Regions from separate parts of the Mus musculus genome. Here all the other regions are linked to region 1. Evidence: chromatin contacts called from public Hi-C, HiChIP or PLAC-seq and promoter capture Hi-C data. All regions are on one chromosome and are shown on one strand. Each heading gives the region's core, a stretch centred on a gene start, on an enhancer-like site or on the middle of the called end of the contact. The rest is flanking DNA. Distances are from core to core; before and after follow the strand shown.

Evidence for each region. Promoter capture Hi-C pulls out the DNA fragments that hold promoters and counts their contacts. A called contact is a pair of places that touch in the nucleus more often than the background predicts. HiChIP or PLAC-seq counts read pairs in DNA pulled down with a chosen protein or histone mark.
Region 2: a Hi-C map of uterus shows a contact between it and region 1, with 6 times the contacts expected there. The contact joins the enhancer-like site here to the promoter of Rspo3 in region 1. A contact is called at or near these places in 10 of 39 promoter capture datasets (the 3T3-L1 cell line, cranial neural crest, embryonic stem cells and 5 more), 9 of 484 Hi-C or Micro-C datasets (cerebral cortex, cortical neurons and uterus), 4 of 115 datasets of contacts at active chromatin or transcription factors (astrocytes, embryonic forebrain and embryonic stem cells) and 1 of 9 other capture datasets (embryonic stem cells).
Region 3: a contact with region 1 is called in a Hi-C map of cerebral cortex, with 4 times the contacts expected there. The contact joins the promoter of Soga3 here to the promoter of Rspo3 in region 1. A contact is called at or near these places in 1 of 39 promoter capture datasets (hippocampal neurons), 3 of 484 Hi-C or Micro-C datasets (cerebral cortex, cortical neurons and embryonic stem cells) and 1 of 9 other capture datasets (adipose tissue).
Region 4: a promoter capture Hi-C map of second pharyngeal arch cranial neural crest shows a contact between it and region 1, with 4 times the contacts expected there. The contact joins the enhancer-like site here to the promoter of Rspo3 in region 1. A contact is called at or near these places in 7 of 39 promoter capture datasets (embryonic stem cells, frontonasal cranial neural crest, hippocampal neurons and 3 more), 5 of 484 Hi-C or Micro-C datasets (cortical neurons, embryonic fibroblasts and nephron progenitors), 3 of 115 datasets of contacts at active chromatin or transcription factors (embryonic limb bud, extraembryonic endoderm stem cells and stem cell-derived neural progenitor cells) and 1 of 9 other capture datasets (embryonic stem cells).
Region 5: a contact with region 1 is called in an H3K4me3 HiChIP or PLAC-seq map of craniofacial prominence, with 5 times the contacts expected there. The contact joins the enhancer-like site here to the promoter of Rspo3 in region 1. A contact is called at or near these places in 11 of 39 promoter capture datasets (the 3T3-L1 cell line, embryonic stem cells, frontonasal cranial neural crest and 6 more), 2 of 484 Hi-C or Micro-C datasets (the AML12 cell line and gonadal supporting cells), 7 of 115 datasets of contacts at active chromatin or transcription factors (astrocytes, craniofacial prominence, embryonic forebrain and 3 more) and 1 of 9 other capture datasets (embryonic stem cells).
Region 6: a contact with region 1 is called in a promoter capture Hi-C map of stem cell-derived epiblast-like cells, with 4 times the contacts expected there. The contact joins the enhancer-like site here to the promoter of Rspo3 in region 1. A contact is called at or near these places in 14 of 39 promoter capture datasets (the 3T3-L1 cell line, 3T3-L1-derived adipocytes, the HPC-7 cell line and 8 more), 1 of 15 datasets of contacts at CTCF or cohesin (stem cell-derived epiblast-like cells), 1 of 484 Hi-C or Micro-C datasets (embryonic stem cells), 5 of 115 datasets of contacts at active chromatin or transcription factors (embryonic forebrain, embryonic limb bud, embryonic stem cells and 1 more) and 1 of 9 other capture datasets (embryonic stem cells).
Region 7: an H3K4me3 HiChIP or PLAC-seq map of craniofacial prominence shows a contact between it and region 1, with 6 times the contacts expected there. The contact joins the enhancer-like site here to the promoter of Rspo3 in region 1. A contact is called at or near these places in 22 of 39 promoter capture datasets (the 3T3-L1 cell line, 3T3-L1-derived adipocytes, the HPC-7 cell line and 11 more), 5 of 15 datasets of contacts at CTCF or cohesin (the G1E-ER4 cell line, the NIH/3T3 cell line, hippocampal excitatory neurons and 2 more), 130 of 484 Hi-C or Micro-C datasets (the AML12 cell line, the C2C12 cell line, the G1E-ER4 cell line and 55 more), 25 of 115 datasets of contacts at active chromatin or transcription factors (PVALB interneurons, acute myeloid leukemia, astrocytes and 17 more) and 4 of 9 other capture datasets (adipose tissue, embryonic stem cells, embryonic tail and 1 more).

The regions. Positions count from the first base shown.
Region 1 is chr10:29,534,224-29,537,406 of GRCm38.p6, reverse strand. It overlaps Rspo3 (R-spondin 3), which reads left to right and starts at 1,540. Exons shown (of 5, transcript NM_028351.3): 1 at 1,540-2,175. The coding sequence starts at 2,079.
Region 2 is chr10:30,001,765-30,004,947 of GRCm38.p6, reverse strand. No RefSeq gene overlaps it. Among named protein-coding and RNA genes, the nearest start is that of Cenpw, 200 kb to the left of the region's middle. Within about 2 kb of position 1,562, at least 11 of the 459 cell types and tissues checked have an H3K27ac peak or open chromatin away from gene starts, as enhancers often do. A contact at or near this core is called in uterus, where this site is marked.
Region 3 is chr10:29,142,534-29,145,716 of GRCm38.p6, reverse strand. It overlaps Soga3 (SOGA family member 3), which reads right to left and starts at 1,721. Exons shown (of 7, transcript NM_026138.2): 1 at 1,282-1,721.
Region 4 is chr10:29,920,248-29,923,430 of GRCm38.p6, reverse strand. No RefSeq gene overlaps it. Among named protein-coding and RNA genes, the nearest start is that of Gm46219, 220 kb to the right of the region's middle. Within about 2 kb of position 1,685, at least 13 of the 459 cell types and tissues checked have an H3K27ac peak or open chromatin away from gene starts, as enhancers often do. A contact at or near this core is called in second pharyngeal arch cranial neural crest, where this site is marked.
Region 5 is chr10:29,896,441-29,899,623 of GRCm38.p6, reverse strand. No RefSeq gene overlaps it. Among named protein-coding and RNA genes, the nearest start is that of Gm46219, 200 kb to the right of the region's middle. Within about 2 kb of position 1,648, at least 28 of the 459 cell types and tissues checked have an H3K27ac peak or open chromatin away from gene starts, as enhancers often do. A contact at or near this core is called in astrocytes, craniofacial prominence and embryonic limb bud, where this site is marked.
Region 6 is chr10:29,851,247-29,854,429 of GRCm38.p6, reverse strand. No RefSeq gene overlaps it. Among named protein-coding and RNA genes, the nearest start is that of Gm46219, 150 kb to the right of the region's middle. Within about 2 kb of position 1,714, at least 7 of the 459 cell types and tissues checked have an H3K27ac peak or open chromatin away from gene starts, as enhancers often do. A contact at or near this core is called in embryonic limb bud, second pharyngeal arch cranial neural crest and stem cell-derived epiblast-like cells, where this site is marked.
Region 7 is chr10:29,793,392-29,796,574 of GRCm38.p6, reverse strand. No RefSeq gene overlaps it. Among named protein-coding and RNA genes, the nearest start is that of Gm46219, 93 kb to the right of the region's middle. Within about 2 kb of position 1,729, at least 3 of the 459 cell types and tissues checked have an H3K27ac peak or open chromatin away from gene starts, as enhancers often do. A contact at or near this core is called in craniofacial prominence and second pharyngeal arch cranial neural crest, where this site is marked.

The DNA.
Region 1 (3,183 bases), core at 291-2,790:
GTTTTAAAGCTTTGCAAAGAAAAACTATTCGAGGTCTCCTGACTTTTGTATCCAGGCCATTCCATCTCAGCCCCAATCTTGGGCTACATAACAGGCTCCAGAGACCTGGAACCTGGGGTGCTTTTCAATGAGACAGGCAGGAGCTGTGGCATTTGCTTCTCCTCTAACTTATCAACGCATACATTGAAGGCACTCCTGCAAATCTCAGTTGGTTTCAAAGTGGCCTGCCTGTAATCCAATGCTGCATAAAGCTTTAGCATTACAAAAGAATCCTTCAGAATACTCATCAGCACCCTTAGGACAGGTTTACATTAAAAATGCTTTGAGGCTTGTGACCTCCAACAAAACAATTCAGTAACTATAAGTGTCTGTGCTACAGAAGAAGAGGTAGGATGCCCAACAGCGGAAGTCATCCCAGGGCCTGGTCTTTTCCCTGGTAGTGGTTTAACCTGAGAACCTGATTCTCTCTCTCTCTCTCTCTCTCTCTCTCTCTCTCTCTCTCTCTCTACTGCCAAGAGCCCTCTACTCCCACTCCCCTTGCTCTGGAAACAGAAGCAAGAAATGGAAATGGACCTTTACTCATTATCACCAAATGGAGACAATCTTTCCACATAGTATTCTCAGTCCCCCAGATGAGAAACCAGAATGTACAACAGATCCTCTCAACAGCATAAGAAGATGAGAGAGAGAGAGAGAGAGAGAGAGAGAGAGAGAGAGAGAGAGAGAGATTAACACTCTTTAACAGTGACTACTTAGGGAAGTGCCTGAGGGAGGGGGGATCTTGCAGAGCAAAGGCTGGGCTTGGAAGAAAGCCACAGTACAATTGCTTTTCCATCCAGGTTACCCAGAGAGCTCACACCTCTGGGTCCTCCCCTTAGGATCAGGTAAAGCACCTTCAAGTTGAAGGGTAAACTCCCACCTAAGCCCCTTGAGACCACACAACACAACCACAGCTACTTTCCCTGGAAAAAGGGGGGGGAGGGAGTTGGGGGGGAGGGGAGGGTTAAAGCAACAGAGAGACACTGAGAAAGGCTAAGAGTTGAGAGGGCATCTGTATCCAGAAATCCCAAGAAATTAGGAACAAGAGAGTCGAGTGGTGAACTTCCCAAGAGCAGTTGCTGGAGTGAGGCAGGGTCTCTGAAGAACTGAAGGACATGGCCACTACTATGTGGTTAGATCTGCCAGAGGCCAAGGACAACAGAAGCATTGGGTCTGGGGTATTTGGTACAGCTGGGACAGAAACCACCAAACCCCAGTGCGCCCACCTTGCCGGGTTCAAATTGTCCCTCCCCCAACCCTGCTCCCGTTCTCCCGCCGTCTTTGCTGAGTCCAGAGATGCTCCGCCACAGACCCGGGACCCCTTAGGCGCCTCTTCCCGTCCATCTGCCAAATCGCAACGCCTGTACTTTTCCAGCTCCCTCTTTCCCTCTTGAAATTGAAAGTTATTGAGGTCGCTCCGGGTTGTTGCTCCTCCCCGTCCCCGAGCTCCCCCCGCCCCCCGCAGCCATCCCGTCTCCCCCTCCCTCCTCCTCCTTCCCTATGGGGTGCTCCTAGCCCGGCCCAACACTGGAGCGGCTCCTGCTCAGAACGCCAGAAGCAGCTCGGGTCTCTCCAGCGCCCCTTGACCATGGCTGCGGTACCCACGGCGTCCGCTTCCCTGCGCTCCCGGGGTCCCTGCCACAGCCGCAGCCGCTGCAGCCTCTGAGCCCCAGGGGCCACTGCTCGCCTGGATTCCGCCCGCAGCCGCCGCTGCTGTGCAACCGAGGCTAACCTGCGGCCAGCCAGGAGGCTCCTGCAACCTTCGCTCGCGGCGATGACAGCCACCCCAGAGCAGCCGGCTGTGTTCGGACAATTTGAGAATGCAATTGTTGGTTTCCCGGTCCACCCGTCCCGCTTCGCTTGCCATCACAGCACGCCTGTTGGATCTCAGTGGAGAAGTCCCGCTGCTCTGGTTTTTCTACTCTTCGTATAGACTCGCCTAACACCTACATACATATTTTTCTTTAAAAAAAAACATTAAATATAACTAACAGTGAAAAGAAAAAGGAGAGAAAAAAGGGAAACATTACAGGGTTACTATGCACTTGCGACTGATTTCTTGTTTTTTTATCATTTTGAACTTTATGGAATACATTGGCAGCCAAAACGCCTCCCGAGGAAGGCGCCAGCGAAGAAGTAAGTTTGGGGTTTTCTTTTTTTTTGGGGGGGGGAGTGGGAGAGGAGGGGGTATTGTTGTTGTTTGTTTTTGTTGTTGTTGTTTTGGTTTTGCTTTGCGTTATGTCTTTGCTCCCTTCCACCACATTCACCTGTCAGCTGGTTTTGCCTGCCCAGACCCAGCTGCTGGAGGAAACAGTCTTTTCAACCTACACCCTATGCCTCCCACAGGAGATAGCAACTCGGGGCACTGGCTCTTCTACTCCAGTACACAAACCAGTACTGGAGTCGGTGCACCCGGTGCTAGTCTGCCCCCCCCCCCCCCCCCCCCCCCCTGTAAATCAGGATCTGGAAATCTTTCTTTCTTTCCTAGATTCGCTGTAGGGATTTGTGCTTTCCTTTGAGGCTCCGACGGAGGCCTAGAGCCCCAGGCAGTTGGGTCTCCCTGCCTTTGGGTTGTTTGATAATGGCAGGCAAGGAGACTGGGATCATCCCAAATTCCCGCCTGGCTCCGGGAACCTTGGCTGCCCCTCCCCCTAGGTTGTTTTATGGTAGTCTAGTCAATCAACCTGGGGCGGGCCCAAGGGACAGTGAGCAAGCTCCCGCGCTGCAGCTTCCCACGAAGCGCACGAGTGGAGTGGCGCTGAGGCGCCAGGGCTTCCACGACTGTCTGCTGAGTTGCCCCATGTCCCATCCTCTGGGGTTGGAAGTCAGAGGAACTCCAGAGGTTCCGAACTTCAGTCACTTTCACGCCTTGCCTGTCCCCACGTGAATGCTCTGGCCACCTCAGACTCTTTAAAGGGGGTCCCCTGAGACAGGCGCATACTGAGAGTCGGGTTCCCCCAGCACATCTCCTCTCTGCTCTTCAGTCTATTACACAGGAGAGTATTATGTCCTGGCTGTGTGAAACTGTGCCTTTGCTGGAATTAAATGGATGCCTCAGGGCAGCCTCCACCTAAATTGGTGCAAGGCATGCCCGCATCTTTCAGAGATTCGGGAACAGATGTAAGGGTGGTTTCTCTTTTTGTT
Region 2 (3,183 bases), core at 313-2,812, 470 kb before region 1:
TGTCAACTTGATACAGGCTGGAGTTATCAAAGAGAAAGGAGTTTCAGTTGGGGAACTGCCTACATGAGATCTAGCTGTGGGGCATTTTCTCAATTAGAGATCAAGGCAGGAGGTTCCCTTGTGGGTGGTACAATCTCTGGGCTGGTAGTCTTGGCTTCTATAAAAAAGCAAGCTGAGCAAGCCAGGGGAAGCAACAGCCCTCCAAGGCCTCTGCATTAGCTCCTGCTTCCTGACCTGCTTTAGTTCCAGTCCTGACTTCCTTAAGTGATGAACAGCAATGTGGAAATGTAAGCTGAATAAACCCTTTCCTCCCCAACTTGCTTCTTTGTCATGATGTTTATGCAGGAATAGAAACACTAAGACAGTTTGTTTATTTCTTCCCTGATCAAGGTATTGTGTAGAGAGTTGTTTTGTTTCCATGGGTGTGTGGGTTTTATGTTGTTTTTGTTGTTATTGAAGTCTAGCCTTAGTGATGGTGGTCTGATTAGGCTTCGTGGGATTATTTCAATCTTCCTGTATCTGTTGAAGTTTGCTTTGTGACTGATTATGACGTCAGTGTTGGAGACGATACCAGGAGGTGCTGAGAGGAAGGTATATTCTTTTGTTTTAGGCTGAAATGTTCTATAGATACCTGTTAAATCCACATGATCCATAACTTCTGTTAGTTTCTCTATCTCTGTTGAGTTTCTATTTCCATGATCTGTCTATTGATGACAGTATGGTATTGAAGTTTTCCACTCTTATACTGTGGAATCCAATGTGTGTTTTGAGCTTTAGAGAAGTTGCTTTTTTAAAAAAAAAAAATATGGGTGCCTTGCATTTGGGGCATAGAAGATGTGTGCTAAGAAGAGCGGAGGAAGAGAATGGGAGAAGAAAGGGAAAAGCAAATATAAGAGACACGAATGGAATTAAATTCTTCATGCATCACTTTCCATTTTACCTTTTAATAAAACTCATGAAGGGTAGGTACTCATCATTTTACTTTGTGGATGAAACAGAAGTTCTAAAGCTTATCTGTGTAGGGTTACAAATTTGGCTACAGCTTGACTTCGTAGCTTGGACTTAATTCATAGCAAACAAAAAAATCTCCTTTTCTCGTTAAGACATACTGAAGACAAGATCAGGGACTATTAGAATAGGACACCAGGTAATGATGCCTAATGACCACTGGTGTAACAGATTTTGTCTCTGCTTATAATTTCTTTCATTGTCTTCCTTTGTATACGATGCTTGATTTATCACAAAAATATATCCATATACTTTAAAGACTAATAGCATTTGTATCATTTTCAGTTGTTAGAGAACAATGAGGAAATTGAGCTAAAACAAGAAGGCAGAAAAGCATCAGTGCATTGTGGACAGATGTCCAGATCTTGCTTCAGTTTATCAGGGTGGGAAGCCTTTACCCAGCTACCATAATCTCTAAAGTTTCATACAGCTTGTAGCTTTGGAACTGCCATGTGCTAAATTTTAAGCACAAATTCTGAGTCTTGGTGTTGAAAGCTGTACTAAGACAGCCAGGCACGTCCTTGACTATCTGAGTCATGCCAGTAAAACCAGCCAAGAAAAATCTTTTTAATAGTTTTATGAATAAATGGTATTACGGGAAGACACCCACACAGAAAGGAGAGGTATAGGGGAAGATCAAACTTTGAAGGGTTTAATACAGGGAGTTTGCTTTCTCTGTTAAACTCCACCTGCAGCCCTAAGTGAGGGGGCTGGTTAGGACCTGGTTATAGCACCACATCGCATGCTCCCTTTCTCTACTGTGTGGGATCTGATAAGTTTTCAGGATCCAGTCCAGCTGTGCTCTCATCACGTTGATTTAATGGCCCTTAAGAGAAACCATAAAAGTGCTTTCTGTTTAGTAGGACCCAGCTGTTTCTCGTGCAATTGCATAAGAGAGCAAGCTGAGTTCGCTATAGATTATTATTAAAAATTAAGAACTTTCCATGTGTTTTCTTTTTGTAGCAAAAAAAAAAAAGACTTAGATTACATGTATGATTTGTTAAGCTAGATTGTTAGACACACAGGGGAAAAACTTAAATGTATTATCTGATTTGATTCAAATAATCTTAATGGGCCACCCCAAAAGCATTGGGTCTGATTAATGTAGTATGCGTGTTCTCAGTATAAGATGAATGATCAATGCCTATAAAGAAAACTCTGTTTTCATTAGCAGGCAGGAGTATAAGAAACCAAGAAAATTATTGGCAGATTATCAGGCTTTCTGATGAGGTTATAAGTGCTGGAAGTTGGTACTGAACGAATGGCTGTGGCAATCATGTCATCTGAGCCCTTTGGTTTCTGCAAACAGAAGGGTGACTGATTGCACTACCAGTAAATCTGTTTAGTGTTGTCAGGTTATGAAGCAGTCTGTATTGCAAACCAGACATGAAGCACTTAGAGCCTTTGAATATCAGGTACTATTTAGTCAATGGAATATTCCAAAATAAAGTAGAATGTGTTCTTTTCCCTTTTAAATAATGAAGGACATGGCTTGGGAAGGATGAAACACTGATATTTAGAGCAATTGTTTTAGTATCGAACCACATTACAGTTGCTATGTTTAAGGAGTAAACTCATATAGATGAAATATTACGCAAAAAAAAATAACAAAACAAAAAACAAAAACCTCTCTGGAGACTTAATATTTATCTATTTTGGTTAACCATGCTTGACTGCCATCACCTTTACTCAAAATTGACCATGTAAAAGCTACTTTGGGTTATATTTATACAATCACAAAATTCTATATTGAAAGCTACAAAAAATTAGGAAATATTTGCTTTTTACCCTATCATTGAAAAACACACTGCCAGCTATAGACAATGTTGTCTTAGAGAACTAACTCATACAATTTACAACCATTCATTTAAATGTAGAGCTTAATAACCATTTAAAACATGCATGTAGATATTTTAGTATCTACTCATTAATGGGTCCTATGGTTGTAATATGCACTCAAGAAAATTCATGTGTTAGAAGCTTTATTCTCTTTTATTTTATTCACTCAATCATTCGTTCATTATATTTTGGAGGGCAGCCCTGGGACATGATTAGGGTTAGATGATGTCATGAGGATGGGGCACCTATAATTCAGTTAGTGGATTTAACAAAATAGGAAGGAAATCTGAGCTAACATGTTCCAGAGATGTCCTTATGTAGAATCCTCCATCATGT
Region 3 (3,183 bases), core at 472-2,971, 390 kb after region 1:
GAGTTGCAAGTACAACATAGAAAACAGTTTTATTCTGAACCATCTCCTTAGATAGTATATAATAGACTGAGTAGAAGTTTTAAAATGCCCACTAGAGAAATAGCAGAGTGGTTAATTACATTGGCTGCTCTTTCAGAGGACACAGGGTCTGCTCCAAGCACTCAGGTGACATCTCTAAGCTCTCTGTAACTTCAGTTTCAGGGAACCTGATACACTCTTCTGTCATCCCTGGGCACCAGACCCATATGTGGTACACAAATATGCATGCAGGCAAAACACCCATATGCATAAAATAAAACCTAAATTTAAAAATGTTAAAATGCTCAGACATTCCTATGGAGCCAAATTCTGAAACAGAACCATGGAACACTATTTAACCAAAAGGCTGTTTGTCTTCCTTTAGGGCGGTAAGATACATTGTGTTAGCTTTCCAGTATAAACATACCATTTTAATCCAGAGGACAGAAAAGACCTGTGGATTTTCCTTGCTAGTGGTTCAGACAGCTAGTTCATTTGGCCCCTTTCCAAGAACCTCATTTACCTTTACTGGTAAAGCAGAGGAAGGTCACACACACACACACACACACACACACACACACACACACGCACACACACGCACGCGCGCACACACACACACACACACACACACACAGAGAGAGAGAGAGAGAGAGAGGGAGAGAGAGAGAGAGAGAGGGAGGGAGAGAGAGAGAGAGAGAGGGAGAGAGAGAGAGAGCTTTTAGGAGACATGGTTTCCCATTATTACTCTTATTGTCTGTTGTAAGTATCTCAATTGAGGATGTAATCATTTGTCCTTTCATAACGGAAAGGCACCCAAAACTCCTCCACCTTCCTTTCTCCCTCTGTAATCTCTTTTCAACTCCCTTTGTAATACAAAAATAAACAATGATTACTTCAGAAGGAAAACCAAAGTTACCCTCTGCTAAAAAGTCTGGCCTACTTTACCGTGGGTCAGACTAAAGTGGGCCACCCAGCTTAATTGTACTGACAATGCAATGTTATATTTAACCAAGTAGAACCACGCGGGAACTCAGAAAGTCACCAGCTGAAGCCTCACCCGCCCAGACTATAACCTCAACGAAAGCTTGGGTTTCATTAATTAGTTCCACAATCTAAGGAACCTAGTGTCTGTCACTTGTTCCCTGACAAAGTAATAAGGTAATGTATCTCACAGTTTCTCCAGTGGCAATATCCATCCAAGCAATGATAGTAAGGACCAAATCAACCCTTTTCATCTCAAATCCTATCTGTCCCAGGACCCACCCCGTTTCTCTTCGTGTCTTTAGAAATCCAGAAGATCTCACTTCTCTGCAGTGGCTTTTGCTTCCAGGAAGCCGGAGACCTCCGACTTTATTTTTCTACCTTTCAGAGAAAGTTCAACTTCCCAGCTTCCGTAGTGTTATAGGCGAATTTCTTCTGGGCGCGCTTGCTTGCACGGGATCCACACCCACTCTGTTTCTCCGAACAAAGGCGACAACCACAAAGACTTAGAGCTCTGGGAGTTGACTCCTAGCCGGCGGTGCTTGGCTGGCTGGGCTGCAAATGCAGCAGGCAATACCCGGGGTGCCAAGCAGTGCCAGACTCTTCCCCAGGAAGTGCAGCGGTATTCATGAGCTGACCTCACCGGACTGGGCTGGAAAGAGGGCGGGATTGAAGGGAAGACAGGAGAGAAGTAACCGGAGTGGTTGCTTAAAGAAGAAAGAGAAGGATGGGGAACCAGGGTAGCGGGTGGGAGGCAGAAAGACAAAAAGGCAAGAGCCACGCCCGAGATGCAGAATTATTCAGCCTGGCTCATCAAATTCCTCTCTCCATTTCCATTTCCTGTATTTGGCAGAAGACTCCAAGACCGCTTAAAATCGGATGCCTTGGCTTCCTGCAAAGCTTTGTCTCAGGTCCGATCAATCTCCATCAATTATTTACTTGAGCTCTTTTCCTTGGGAAGCCGGTTGGAGCATCCTGCACCCTCAGCCTGACCCAGCGGAGTCTCTAGACGCAGCTCTTAGAGGCGCTGGCGCGCGCTTCCGGTACTTCTCTTTGTTCACTCACTTTAATGCTCAGTCAGTCTCTCCATGCGCGGCTCCTTCCCCACCCCCAGCTCGGGCGGAGTCCTGGGATGGCTTTTCCGCGAATAGACAATGCTCGTCAGACCCGCTGTCCCACAGACAAAGGGTTCTTGAGGAGATAAGGAGAAATGACTAATTTAGGGCAAACTGAATAAATATGTGCTTCCAGGGATGTTTTAAGTGCATCTCAGTAGCACTGGGCACCATATTTTCCCCTCTCCTCGCTAAAGGCCAATTTCTTCAGTGAAAACAAACTGGTAATTTCTGAGATCCATTTTTTTTTTTACTGTTGTGCACGTGAGTAATAGTAGTCAGAACAAATGTATCAATAAAGAATCGTCTGATCTGACAATGAATTAAGAAAAATGCGTTTCCAGTTTACATTTATCCATATTGATTCACAGTAATAATACTCCTAATGTTTGAGGGGAATTTTGTTCTTTTTCCTTCCAATTTTATTTCAGGAGAGTAGGCTCGAGTGACTTACTTTAACCCATAGAAATCCCCTTGTAAGTTTGCAGGTCAGAATATATAAACCTGTTTTTAAAGGAAAAATTTGAGACATTAAACTTCTCTTACTTTATTGTGGTGATTTTGTAAGGACAAAGACTTAGATATTCTTCAACAGTTTCTAGCCTAGCGTTAATTTTAGAGCGAGACTTCATTTTAAACTAAATCCTGTCTTAAAAGTGAAATGGCTATTTGGAGTAAATTGCACAGAAGTAGCGAAATGAGAGCATATTTAAGCCCAGGTAATGTATACCCCCAGTGACATCGCTTATGTTATCACAAGGAAATAATTTAGGCTGTCAAACTGTTGCTATGGAGTGGTTTGTGGCCAGCACTGTCCAAGGTGCTGGGGATACAAAGAAAGTAGAGAAATCATCTCTGTGCTGAGAAGGCTCAAACATACTGGCAACAGTTGAGGTAACGGAGATATTGTTCTTATTCTTGAATACGTGGAAAGCCAGAATAGTGAATCCTGTGATATCTATGATAGGACTTGCATCGTTGATTAGAATAACAAAATGAAGTCACAATGTCACAAGCTATTTTGAGTTTGTGTTCAACAGTTCCTCATTATGTACCACAATGTAAGTTG
Region 4 (3,183 bases), core at 436-2,935, 390 kb before region 1:
CATCTACTTGATCCATTGTCTCCAAATGCAAGGCTGATTGATGTTTGCATCTTTATGAACTCTCTGTAAGAATACAAATAGATACATTCTTTGAAAGGTAACAATAGACAATGTATGATTTTTATAAGAAATTATAAGAGTTTAACAAGAAGCAAAAATGTAAAGCCTGTGAAAATTTACGTATAATTAAACTTACATATAATTTTTATTTTATTAAGACATACAAATGCATCTATGAATCATGCTTTTGAAATGTTTCAAAATTCTATGTTCAAGTAAGTACTGATCATTAAAAGTCAAATCAGTTAATGTTAATGAGTCCATTGATTGCTAAAATCTTAATATTTGAAGCTTGATTAATTTGGAAGAATAATATCTACTTTTGTTACAGAGGGCTAGGAAATAGAAAATCCAAGTGAACCAACAAATCAGGTCGATCTGTGCTGACAAAAGCCATTCAGGTCATTTCTCAGGGGACCGGTTGTTCTCTAGTAAGTGTCCCAGTTGTGAGAATATACCACTCATCTTCCCAAAACCTCTCACTTGATTCTTTCACAGATCAATCTTCCTCAGTGGCACTAACTCAGAATGATGGCTGCTCTTTTTACCCACTATCTGAGTTTGAGACAGTGTATTAAAAACAAAACAAAAAAAACAAAAACAAAAAAAACATACCACAGCGGAGTGTTTCCACCACTCTCTATCCTGAGATTGCTGAAATAGTATTGATAAGGTAGATGATGGAAAGATCTAATTTATTCAAAACTATTACATCAATAACTCGTATACCAAGAGATTGTGTTTAAAATCATGACAACCATAGTGGAAACATGAAAACAAATGTTTTGTCTAAAATCAACTTTTCCACTATAGAAAAAACATTTTCTTTAGTATCTGTTCTTATTAAATCTGCTTTTCTTAAATTATTTTAGTTCTCAAACCTGTAGATATTTTTTAAAAGAAGTTTTCAAAATGTTGTCATCAAAAACCTATCAGCAAAACTAGGGAGATTGCCATGCTCACGGCTCTGGTCAACATAGTTAGCTTGGTCTACAAATACTGAAGAGAAACATGCCAGGCTGAAGTTCTTCCATATCCTGCACAGCACAGGGAGGCCTGGAAATCTGTGCTCCATGTCCCAAATGAGAGTAGAACTGGCTCTCCTAGAAACAGCACATTAGATTTTTCATAATTCTATAGTTTAAAGAAGAAGCAAATAAGCAGTCTGGAAAGGGTTGCAAGCGGAGCATCATGATGCTATGGTTAGCTAAGTCCATAGGCACATCTGGAAAGCAATTGCAATCCATGAACCATGCAAAATTGTAAATGTGGCTTTTGGAGAAGAAGGGCCCTTTCTATCTGACATTATATTGACCAGGCTCTTGCTCTCCCCTCTACAGAGGCCTTTCACCCTGTTCTGTAAACAGAGAAGGAAGTCGGTGGCTTGCTCTTGCATGCAGGAGGTTGGCAGCTCACCCTGAACTTGCTTTAGCCGGAGCATACCCAGGCGTCATGGTCAGTGGGTATCTTGTAGCTTCAAAGGTAAGTCCACTGCTCAAAGGGAGACATTTCAATGACCCAGGATTCCTGGCGGATTTTATTTCAGTTGCTGGAAGTTTCTCAAAAAGGCACACAAGCTCCCCAGCTGCCTGGAGAGTCTGTGAAATGCATGCAGCAGGGCTCCTGAACAGGCCTTTAGAAAGCAGCTTGCACTACAGATCCAGCTCAGGCTCTGCATCTTGATTTCACTAGAACAGATGTTATCTGCAAGCAATTAACATACTTGTCATCACCAGTGAGACAGACACAGAGTTCTTCAGGTCATTGCTTACAATGTTCTAATATACCCTAAAGAAAAGTGTGCTCAAAGCAAAATTTTCACATTGATATTGAGACAGAATTCACTAAAAAAGAGAAAGTTACATGTGTCTACTTCTTAGCTTTTCTCTAAATCTTTAGAAATACTAACATTTTATTTTAATTATTAGGAAATAAAATTCGAGAGCAACATAAATATTACGATTAACTGGCAACTCAATTTTTATCATGTCTAATTATAGTTGTTAATATATCTTCATAAATTGATTGATAGAATTTGCCATTTGACTTATTTTAATCTATTTTAATTCTTTAAAGTTACTTATGTTACATGTTTTTGTGTGCACAAATAGTGTAATTTGTAATAGTTAAACAAATGTCAAATAGTAAAATATTAGTGTTATGTCTCTAAGATCAGTATGATGAAAAAGTTTGGTGATAGTCCAATAAGATGTTCTAAAATAGATGATAGAACAAAAACAAAATAACAATTTTAAGTTCTTAAACTGTGTTTAAAAGTGCCAAACTACATAATGCATTCTATCACCCAGATACACTTTTGACATTAAATTATTTTCTTATAGACTGACTCTGACCTGATTGTCTAAATATCTATCCTCACAATTCAGTTTTTTACATTCATATCTTTATTTTTTAGAAGATAGTGGCCATTTGAAAGATTTCTCTTGTCACAAAATTCCTGCAGAGTTTGAGTAATTTCTTCTTTTCTCTCAGACTTAAAAACTAAGGCAACTGGTACACTGTCAGGGCAAAGTCACCAGTCAGCTCCACTAACTTCACAATGTAACCTGAAATCACAGGAATAGAATGCTCTGATCTACAATTCACTCCAAATCACAGAATTATATATGAAGTGACAATGTCGTCACTGCTCCGGAATGAAGACATAGGACAGCCAAATAGCCCAGACTGGAGTCTGATGTTCTATGTCACCTCAGAGTCCACATTTTTACTAACTGATACCCTTGAAAAACCAGTATTTTTATCTAAAGTAAGCTTTGCTTTTTACTTGAAAGTGTTCATTTTATCTAGAAAAATCACTTATGTAGTATATGTAAAGTGATCATTAAAATTAAAACATGACAAACTCTGCTATGCTTTTTATTAAAGCACTCTTTTTTGCTTCTGGGCTATATAATAATTCCATTGTGGTTTTTCATGTATCATACTGTAAGGAGTAACTATTGAAATATCTGCCAGGGTCAACTATGTGAAATATCTCAGAGCGAAATCAGGGTCTTTTGCCTAAGGGAGGACCAAAATTCTGATGCCCGGTGTGACCCCCTTTTGAGTATTTCTTGCCCAGTCCTTCACAAAACAGTCAAGACACTGAGGTGACAAGCC
Region 5 (3,183 bases), core at 399-2,898, 360 kb before region 1:
TTGTTATATAAAGAATAGAAATAAGAAAATAGCACGTCCTAACTTCATGATTGTTCTTCTGTGTTGAACTTGATTTTCTAGCTTTTTGTTATGAGCTGATAATTGTTGTTTTCCCTTTAACATCTGCTTGAGAATCTATGACTAAGTGATCACTTCACCCAGAAATGAGTCCCAGGCTCCTCACTGTTTATACCACAAAGGGATGAAACTATTTCCCAAGCCTGAACTCAATTCCAGATTACAGAGAAATGATAAATCCACTCCCAATAATACATTTATTTAATATATGACATTGACATTGCTTTATTTGGTAAGACATACAGGAGCACACTCAAGTCCAATAAAATTTCTGAATTTACAACCTTTCAAAAACACCCATAGATATCTCAAACATATGATTAACAAAGAAGAAATGGGATTTTCATCTTCAACATTGGGTTCTAGTATCTGTACAAACAGATATCCTCATGAAGTAACAAGATGTTTAGCTAAAAATGTTAGAATAAAAATAATGATTCCATTGTTTTTTAACCAACAAAAGAATAGCTCTATGTAGCATTTCTAAATATCTAAGCATATAAGTTAGGTGGGACCAAGCCGTGTATTCCTTCTCTCTGAATGTCTGATGCCTTAAAATTGAATAAGTTATGCCATGCAACAATTGTCTAGTAGGCACTTCTCTTCTGGAAACCCAATAAGAGGATCAGGAGGACTGCATCAGGAGGATTTTTTTAAACTCAACTTTTTCCACAAACACTAAATGAGTGTAGTGCATAGATACTCAATACATTAACAGAAGAATAAAAGGTATCTCAAAAGTTAAATTTCTTTACCTATTATATACTCAAATTCAGTGTTGGTTTTAAAATGAAATAAGCCATTTTATTAGGTGATAAAAGCATTCACATCATATGATAGGTACATATTTAAAAGATTTGATAGCATATGCTTAATAGATTAATCCACTCATACATAAACTATTTCACTCATTTTTCTCTTTTTAGTCTTTCTGGTGTCTCTTTGACTGTAGTTAGAATTAAATCGCCCTCAGAAGGGTAAAGATGAATTTAAAGAACAACAATTTGGAAGTAATATGTCTTTGTAAAACATACATTTATTAAAAGTTTTGTTCCACAAAATACACAAATCTTCCTAATTGATCTTTATGAGCCTCTGCTGAATTTCTGTCAGGTTTTTATATATCGTCCAAATGTAAGAAGAAACTTACATTTTCTAGAAGAAAAGTTTCAATCAATGGACTCAACTTTGAAGCTCTGATACAGAAACAACTTTTTCTTTCTTCTTCTGTTTTCTCCCTCTTGAATGAATACAAAGTTTTTTTTTTTTTTCTTAATCCTTGATAGCCATATAGACTATAGCTCAGCTTGAGTCATGGCTAAGAGAGTGTTGGTCATTTTAATCCTGTAGTTAAGGGTGAGTCACAGGGACAGAATGGAGAGGACAGAGGTGTTTGGTGAGGTCAGCATCACTGTACAGAGAGAAACAAGTGCCTGCTTAACTAGGTCTGCTGTATGCCTCCAAGGCAGTGGTCCACTATAACCTCTGGCAACACAGAAGAGGGCAATGCTTTCTGTACCAGCTCAGGAGGCTGGCCATGTGCTTGGCCCCAGGCCTCCTGTGGATGGCCTCTGATTAATCCTTTGAACAGTACTGCTTCTGTTTCCAAGGCCAGACTGGAGCTCAGCAGAGTCCCTGCCAAGCCACTAGAAAGGAAAAGCAGAACCTGCATTGAGCTTTCAGCGCCCTGTTCTCATCTACAGTGTTTATTTCTCTAAATCTTGTCATGATTAAAATACTCTCAATTAGTACACAAGCATCTTTACGCTTCGCTATAGTCTTTCAACTTGCAGTGTAACATTATTTATTTTAACTTCAACTTACTTTTGATGTGGTGCATGTATACAATTTACCACAGGACCCGTCTTAACATTTAACAGCACACTTCCTCTTTCCTCTCTCAAACAATTTCACATCACATGTTTTACATTTTCATTGGATTCAGATACACTTTCAGCGGATAGACAGTAAGACAAACAGAAATTAATTGAAAATGGTAAAGAACAGAAACAGGAGGTGAGGCAAAAGTTCAATTTGCACCTTTCATGTTCTCCTTATCTCTTTTAAGGGAAGGATGCAACTTTCATGTGTACATGAAATCATCAAAACCAACAGACAGTTGCAGTTTTCCTTTACCTGATATAAAAGCTATGATCTCTCCTTCTGTCTGAGTTATCACTCTCCTAGCTCTTTTTTAACCATCAGTATATGGTTAGGCAATCTTTGTTTATCCTATTTATGTAAAATATAAAAACAACTAAAACCACAACTGTCAATGTAGATTCCTTATTAAAAATGAGTCAGTTGGGCTAAGGAAGTGGCTCAATGTGTAAAACATTTGCTACACAGCGGCAGCAACCTGAGTTCAAATTCCCAGAGCCTGGAACTTATGGCCTGATACTGCGTGTCTATAAGTCCAATACTCCTACAATGAAAGGTAGGTAAACAGAGAACAGAGTCTTGGAAAGCTTCTGGGCCAGCCTGCAGACTCAATAACAAATAGTAGCAGAAATGTGTCTTAAAGAAAAGAGAAGGTAAAGCCCAATGCCTGAGTTTATCCTGTGTCATCCACATGTATAGCCTGTGTGCTCTTACATTTCTGCCCACATTCATAGTCTCTATTCATTTTTATTTCTTTTTTTTTAAATATTTTTTGAAGATTTATTTATTTTTATTATATGTAAGTACACTGTAGCTGTCTTCAGACACTCCAGAAGAGGGAGTCAGATCTCATTATGGATGGTTGTGAGCCACCATGTGGTTGCTGGGATTTGAACTTCCTACCTTTGGAAGAGCAGTCGGGTGCTCTTACCCACTGAGACATCTCACCAGCCCCCATTTTTATTTCTTTAAACTCAAATATAATTACATCATTTTCCCTGTTCTCTTTCCTCCTTTCAATCCCCCCTTATTCTCTGAAGTCCCGTTTCTTTCAAATACATGGCTTCTTCACACACACACACACACACACACACACACACACACACACACCATAACAAGTAAATCAAAATGCAATTTTAAATTATTTTAAAGTGAACTGAAGAAAACTCTGAAACTATGCTTGATGTTTAAAGGCCTCGCCATTATGGTGTGCTCTGGAGAAAA
Region 6 (3,183 bases), core at 465-2,964, 320 kb before region 1:
ATGATAAAAATAAAATATATGGCTGTTTTAGAAAACATTGATAGACATATAGAAATGAGTGAGATCATCTGTAATCTCAGTAGTCTAACTTTTACCTAGCTTACAAATATGCTTGACATATGTTATAGTGCTTCTAGATATTTTAGGGTTTTTGTTTGTTTTGCTTTTTCTTTTCTAGCATAAATAAAACATTCCTATCACACACACACACACACACACACACACACACACACACACACACACACACACACACACAATAATTTTAACAATGTTACCACTGAATAGCTTCACTCCTATTAAGACAGTTCTTTGTCAGTAGACATGGGAAATGCCACATACATGAAATAAGATCCAGGTCAGCAAGGAAAATGCTAGACCATGGACCTGCTGCATAGATCAGAAAAGTCTACGTATCACAGCAAACAATAAAAACCATCATGTTTTCTAATAGTAAAGAAGAAGGGGAAATGATAGTTTTAGTTTTTCTCTTGCACAGTAAAGACATGCTAAGCTAGTCTTTCTTTTCTCTCAGGTACACCTCAAAAAAAAAGTACACAATGTATACACTCATGTCAATAACCTCAAACTCTAATCAAATTTTGTTCTACATTTTTCCTCATTGATTTTGCACTGCTATTCCATAAACAACAGTCCTCAATGAGTATTAAGTCATTAGTAGATGGTGCTAAGTCATGCTGATCTTTACTTCTGAATTTTCTCCACTTTGATTTTTTTTTTTCACTATGGGATTATAGGGATCTGCAGTGTCTTTACATGGCTATCTTCTAAGTGTCACAATTACCTGTGCTTAAATCAGTGAGCTACAATATACAGGTAACCCAGCTGAAGGCTATTTAGAGTACTTTCTGTCAGTGCAACCTAGAGCTCCACCCTAGGTATGCTGATGTACCTTGTATTCAGATCCCAGAAAACTGAAATGAGTACATCCTACTACAGAACATGATTCACTTCCAGGCAGCAATAGATGAACAATGTATCACATGAGCAAGAGAACTAGGGAAGGGTAGTGATTTGTGAATTAGGAGATAGCAAGAACTTAATAACTCCAAAGAAGGCAATTTTGTTTTTATGTGGAAACAACTTTATTTTGTAATTCTAAGAAATGGAGGAAGGTTGAGACCATCAACCTAGGTTTATAAAGCTTTTTGTTTACAGTAAAAGATTTCTTTTTATGTATAGCATCTTTTGAGATGAAAATTCTCAAGAAAAGTGCCCCTGCTCAGGCAATAAAGAAGAACTATAACGGATACAGGATGCTTTCTTCTCCACTTCCAGTATACAATGGACATTTTAGAAGTAACTAAATCTGTGTAGGTATTGTCCAGTTTCCAAATGCATTCATTACATCACTATATACAATCAACCCAAAGAGGACCAAGAAACAATCTTAATTTTTTTCAGGAATATGTGAAAATTAATATGGCATGTAGGTGCTGTTGGTTCCAATTAAAATCAATATCTGTCCTGATTTGTGCCTCTTGTTTCTATGACAGAAAGGGGGCTAGCTAAGGGGATACATCTGCTCCTCACTCCCAAAGGGGCTCAAAACAAGTGAATGACCCGCAGTGTTTATTATTAAGTTTTCAAAGGGAAAGTTGTTTTGGTCTAATTGAAGCAATAATATGAGAGAGGTTATTTCTGGTCAGTTCCCTGCTGTTTTCACTCTGGAGAATATATTCCAGGTGTTCACTGGTCTGCTCTGCAGCACGAGGCTGCCTTCCCATGAGTTTAGGCATGCTGGTGCCAGTAGAGCAGTAAACTAGAATCAGGAGTTTAAGTCAGTTTGTGTCTTGCAGAGAAGCCCATTTTACTTAGCTTCATAGTGAACCAGATGGTTAATGCTTTCATAATTTTCACAGGGCCCATTATCCATGGAATTAAGTGATCTTCAGTCACTAATGCTTTAAAGTTTTTGTTTAATTTCGCTTAGTCCCAACTGCCACACCACAATGAGGATCATCATCATTTTATTATTGGTGTGCTATTTTCTTTTAAATAAACATTATTTTCTTTCCTTTTAGAAGAATTACTGATATTTTTAAATAAGTGAAGGAATAAAATCTCTCTAATTACTGAAATTAATTCATTATTGAACCGTAGCAGCTTGTTGTATTTCTTTGTTTTTGAGAAATAAAATAAACTAGTTCATGGTTCTCAAATACCCTGGAGATTCTATAGCTGCCATCAAGGGTGACATGCTGAGGCTACACAACCTGAAGCTAGATTTTAGATATAAGACAAGTATATAGTGTGTGGTTGTCTATAAGTTGTCCAAGATTTGTATGACAAGCGTTTTTAAGAAAGTATGAAGATGGCATCAAGCAACAGTCAGAGAACTTTAATAGTAGGTTTGCACTTATTCACTAATGAGTGTATGCTGTAAACTTTGATATTATTTTAAGATACTTTCCTTTTAACATTAAAAACTGAAAACAGTGAAGTATTCAGTAGCTATTAATATTAATTTTAAGAGTGACATGCAGTATTTATTTGTGTTATTAGTTGAATGCACAAATAAATCAGTAATTGCAGAACCACGAGACTTTTAAAGTTGAAATTCACTGTTTTCTTGGTTGCAAATAGAATTGAAAATTTTGATTTTGCTTAATTTCATTTGTGAACCTAGTATGAACCCACAGAGCAAAATAGTCACATTAACAACACAGGCTGGATTTCAGGCTAATCAGGGGAAATGCCTGGGGAGGGTGGTGGTGGTGTCCTCTGTTGCACACCCATTTAATCACGCAGACTTTCCGAGTAAGGGATGCTTCCTACGTCAGAATGGTAGTGATTTCACATTCCCAGATGTGAGAGTCAAAGGGTCTAGCACTGAGTGTCCTCCAAGGTGAGGCACTGGGATGGGAATAGCTTTGGTTCTCCAGAAAGAGACTAATGACCAGAACTGTGTCAAGAGCTTTGTATTTATAAAGTGCTTTGGACTCTTTGGATGCTCTTCAAATGCTCTGAAAGATGATTGCTTACCTGTTTTCCCCGAAGAGGGCAGAAGCCTAGCTCCAGTGGCCCTATATCAATCAAAGGAAGCCGACATCACATTCCTTTCATTGTTCTTTGCCTGCCCCTCCAAATACCACACACACAGCTAGGGTCAATGACCGGGAGCAGGTGAGGTGTGTAGATTAACAGGGGAGAGAAGTGGTGAGA
Region 7 (3,183 bases), core at 480-2,979, 260 kb before region 1:
ACAGAGATTTAAAACCTCTTTTCAAAGTAGATTTTATTTTCTTCTCTTTGGGCAATAATCTAAAATATGCTTTAGTTAATCAGTAGATGAACTAATATATATGTATTGTATTACTTATATAAAAATAAATATATATTATGTATAATATATTATACACAAATATATGTGTGTAGATATACTTTATATGCACATGTGTGCATATATGTATATAGAAGTCTATATACATGAGGAAAAAGGACGAGTGTTTGAATGTGTATATGCTTTTCTTCTTTCTGTTCTTCAATATTACTGAAAAGGAAACTAATTACCCGGGTTGAATACCCCCCAGTACACATGTACAGGGAGTCCATGGATGGAGGTTTCATTCACTTTCTCATTACTCCAGAGAACAACAGACTCATGTTTACACACTGCCTTTCTTGGCTTCAGCCATTTTTTTGCTCTGTCTTTGTATTACCAAAGCAACTTTCCAGATGATTTACACCGAAACCCACGCAGGATATTTTCTGGGATTTCAAGAGCTATGTGCAAGTCTTGTAGTTTAATCACTAGCATTTTATGTTGTTAAGATGTACAGTAAATTTCACTTAGAGGCAGCTGTTTTAACAGAATAACCTAGAGGACTGTCATGCTTATGGATCGATTATTATGTTCATTATTATTAATATTTTGATTTGTTGCAGTTGAGGCTATTAAATTAAAATATAACAATAATACTAGTATGAGTAGGTTGCATATCATCATATGGAGGGTAAATACATTATCACAAGTGTGTATCCTGCTTCAAATTTGGAAAACCATAAAACTGAAGCTATTCTCCATTGAAAACGAGGAAATTAAAGAAACATTCTCAGTACGTATGAGTGCTTTCTTAAGTGTCAGCCATCTTTCTTATGTATAGCTTCTTTTGACCTTCACAGGAACTGTAAGCGGGAGCTGTTGCTCTATTCTTATTACAAGGAATGAAAGCTAAGTGATGTCACAAGACTATTTGACAGATAACAGCATGGGTGCCCAGGTATCCCCTCCCCGCAGGAGACAGTTCTGAGTACACAGGTAAGGAAAAGAACACAGCCATTATGGGCACAGTTTCTACATATCTCAGACCAGGCTCATTTCAATCCAATGAAAATATCCACACTGCAGTATGGAGTTCATTCTTCCCCCTTCAGAGTTTTCCCAATGAGTTAGGTTATTTATTTCTGCTGCGTTACATACATCTGAGATAATGCATTGTAATGCAAATCTGACCAACAAATTAAACAATTCATAAGACACTTGAATCTACAATGAGGCTATTTTAGTACTACATTTAAATAATATATTTCCTCTTCAAAGTTGTATTTTTTTCCCAGTTAAAAATGGTGGTTTGTTAACAATTTAAACAAATTAGTAAACTTCATTTTTTTTCTTTGATTATTGGACTGGTTTTGTTTTAGCTATCAAGAAATAATAGTATAGAATGTTTTGTGGTGATGAGGTATGGGAGAAAAACCTTAATAAAATATAAACTTCTAAAATCTCTCCCCCGCTCCCTCTCTCTCTCCCTCCCCCTCCCTACTCAAACACATATTAAACTTCTCAGTTCTAGGACCACTATGCACTTTGGGGTCACTAAAAGAGCAGCTAACCATTTGATACAATTTTGGATTTTTCACCCCCACACAGCAGACCCTCATTACCTAACTGTTAATCACTGCCAAAGGAGTAAGTCCCCTGACAGCTCTCAAGTCCCCATCCCCCAAGTAGATCTTTCCACATGTGGTGTCAAATTGCATTGTAATCACAGAACAGGGACTGAACAGTTTAATTGCACATAAGCAAGACTTTTTTTTTTTTTCCTTTTTCAACTTGGTCTTAAATGTTTCTTCAAATATTTACTACATGTTGTACATCAGCTAGAAGCATGGACTTTGAGACCTGTTCTTATAATATAACACACTGTATAGGAAGCCCAGTTTTGAGTCAGAATTCCATTACAAAATTGTCACTGGGAAGGTATAAACTGACGTTTTATCTTTAGTTGTAGTTATTGGAAATTACCCCACCTATTGTTTAGCTATTAAGTTAACGCTATTCTTATCTATTAAAGGAAAACTTTTTCCAGCAATAGTGATTTGATTTAATGAGGGCTGGCTGTCTCTTCTGTCCATCAACCCAGCCGGTTCACTGAAACTGTGTGGTGTGTTGCCAGTGTTGAAGCATTTGAGAAGTAAGGAGATAAAAATGTAACATAACAGTTTGCATGGCTAATGGTAGTATTTGTGGAATACATTGATTATATTCATTTTCTAAGATCTAAGTTATAGTTAAGACTCCCCAGCAACACTGAATATCCTTATTGCAAAGGCAATTTATGCCAATATTTCATCTTCACTTATTAGATTAAAAAAGTACTTCTTCCTCCTTTTTTCATCTTCAGTGTATTTTCTCACTTTTGTCTTGTGCTATTAAACATATTTCAAACGACATGATCCTGATATCTTAACGAGGTGTCAGTCACCAAACCATCCTAAACGTATATTCATTTCATGGGTTATTAATAGCATGGACAAAAACAAAGGTACTTTCTGTCTAAGCTCAGTGGTGTGATCAGCATTTATGCTTCTATTGACTCCCACCAATGGTTCAGTATGGCACCAATCAAAATCCAATTCCTGACCCAGGAGAATAGAATTGCTTTACTCCTAATTAATAAATCAAATACCAAATACAAAAGGAAGACAATAGTGACTATAACCATGTGCACTAATAAAGTAATAGTGTCTAACTTTTGCATTTAAAGGGAATGCCACTGCCTAGCACTTGATTCTTATCTTTACACAGTGATTTCTAATGATGTCTGAGGAGCTTATCTAGTGATCCCTTGTCAAAAATCACTAAGACAAGCAATGTGGTATTTAGTGATATTGCTAAGCAATTTGAAGATAGTTATGGCTCAAAACAACAACCACCACCACCAGCACCACAATAACAAATCAGGAGACTTCTTAGCTCACCAAAACAGCTCAACAGACTAAATCATCAGGTTAAAAAACTAATAATAATTTTCAAAAAATATAATCAAAATATGTTTTACTTATATTTTACTTCCCACATGTTTAGTAGTGTCATAGACATCAATAGATGATCTGTTGTGTGCCCGTTTCCCTCAGTACATGCACACTCACTTTTTATACAGCA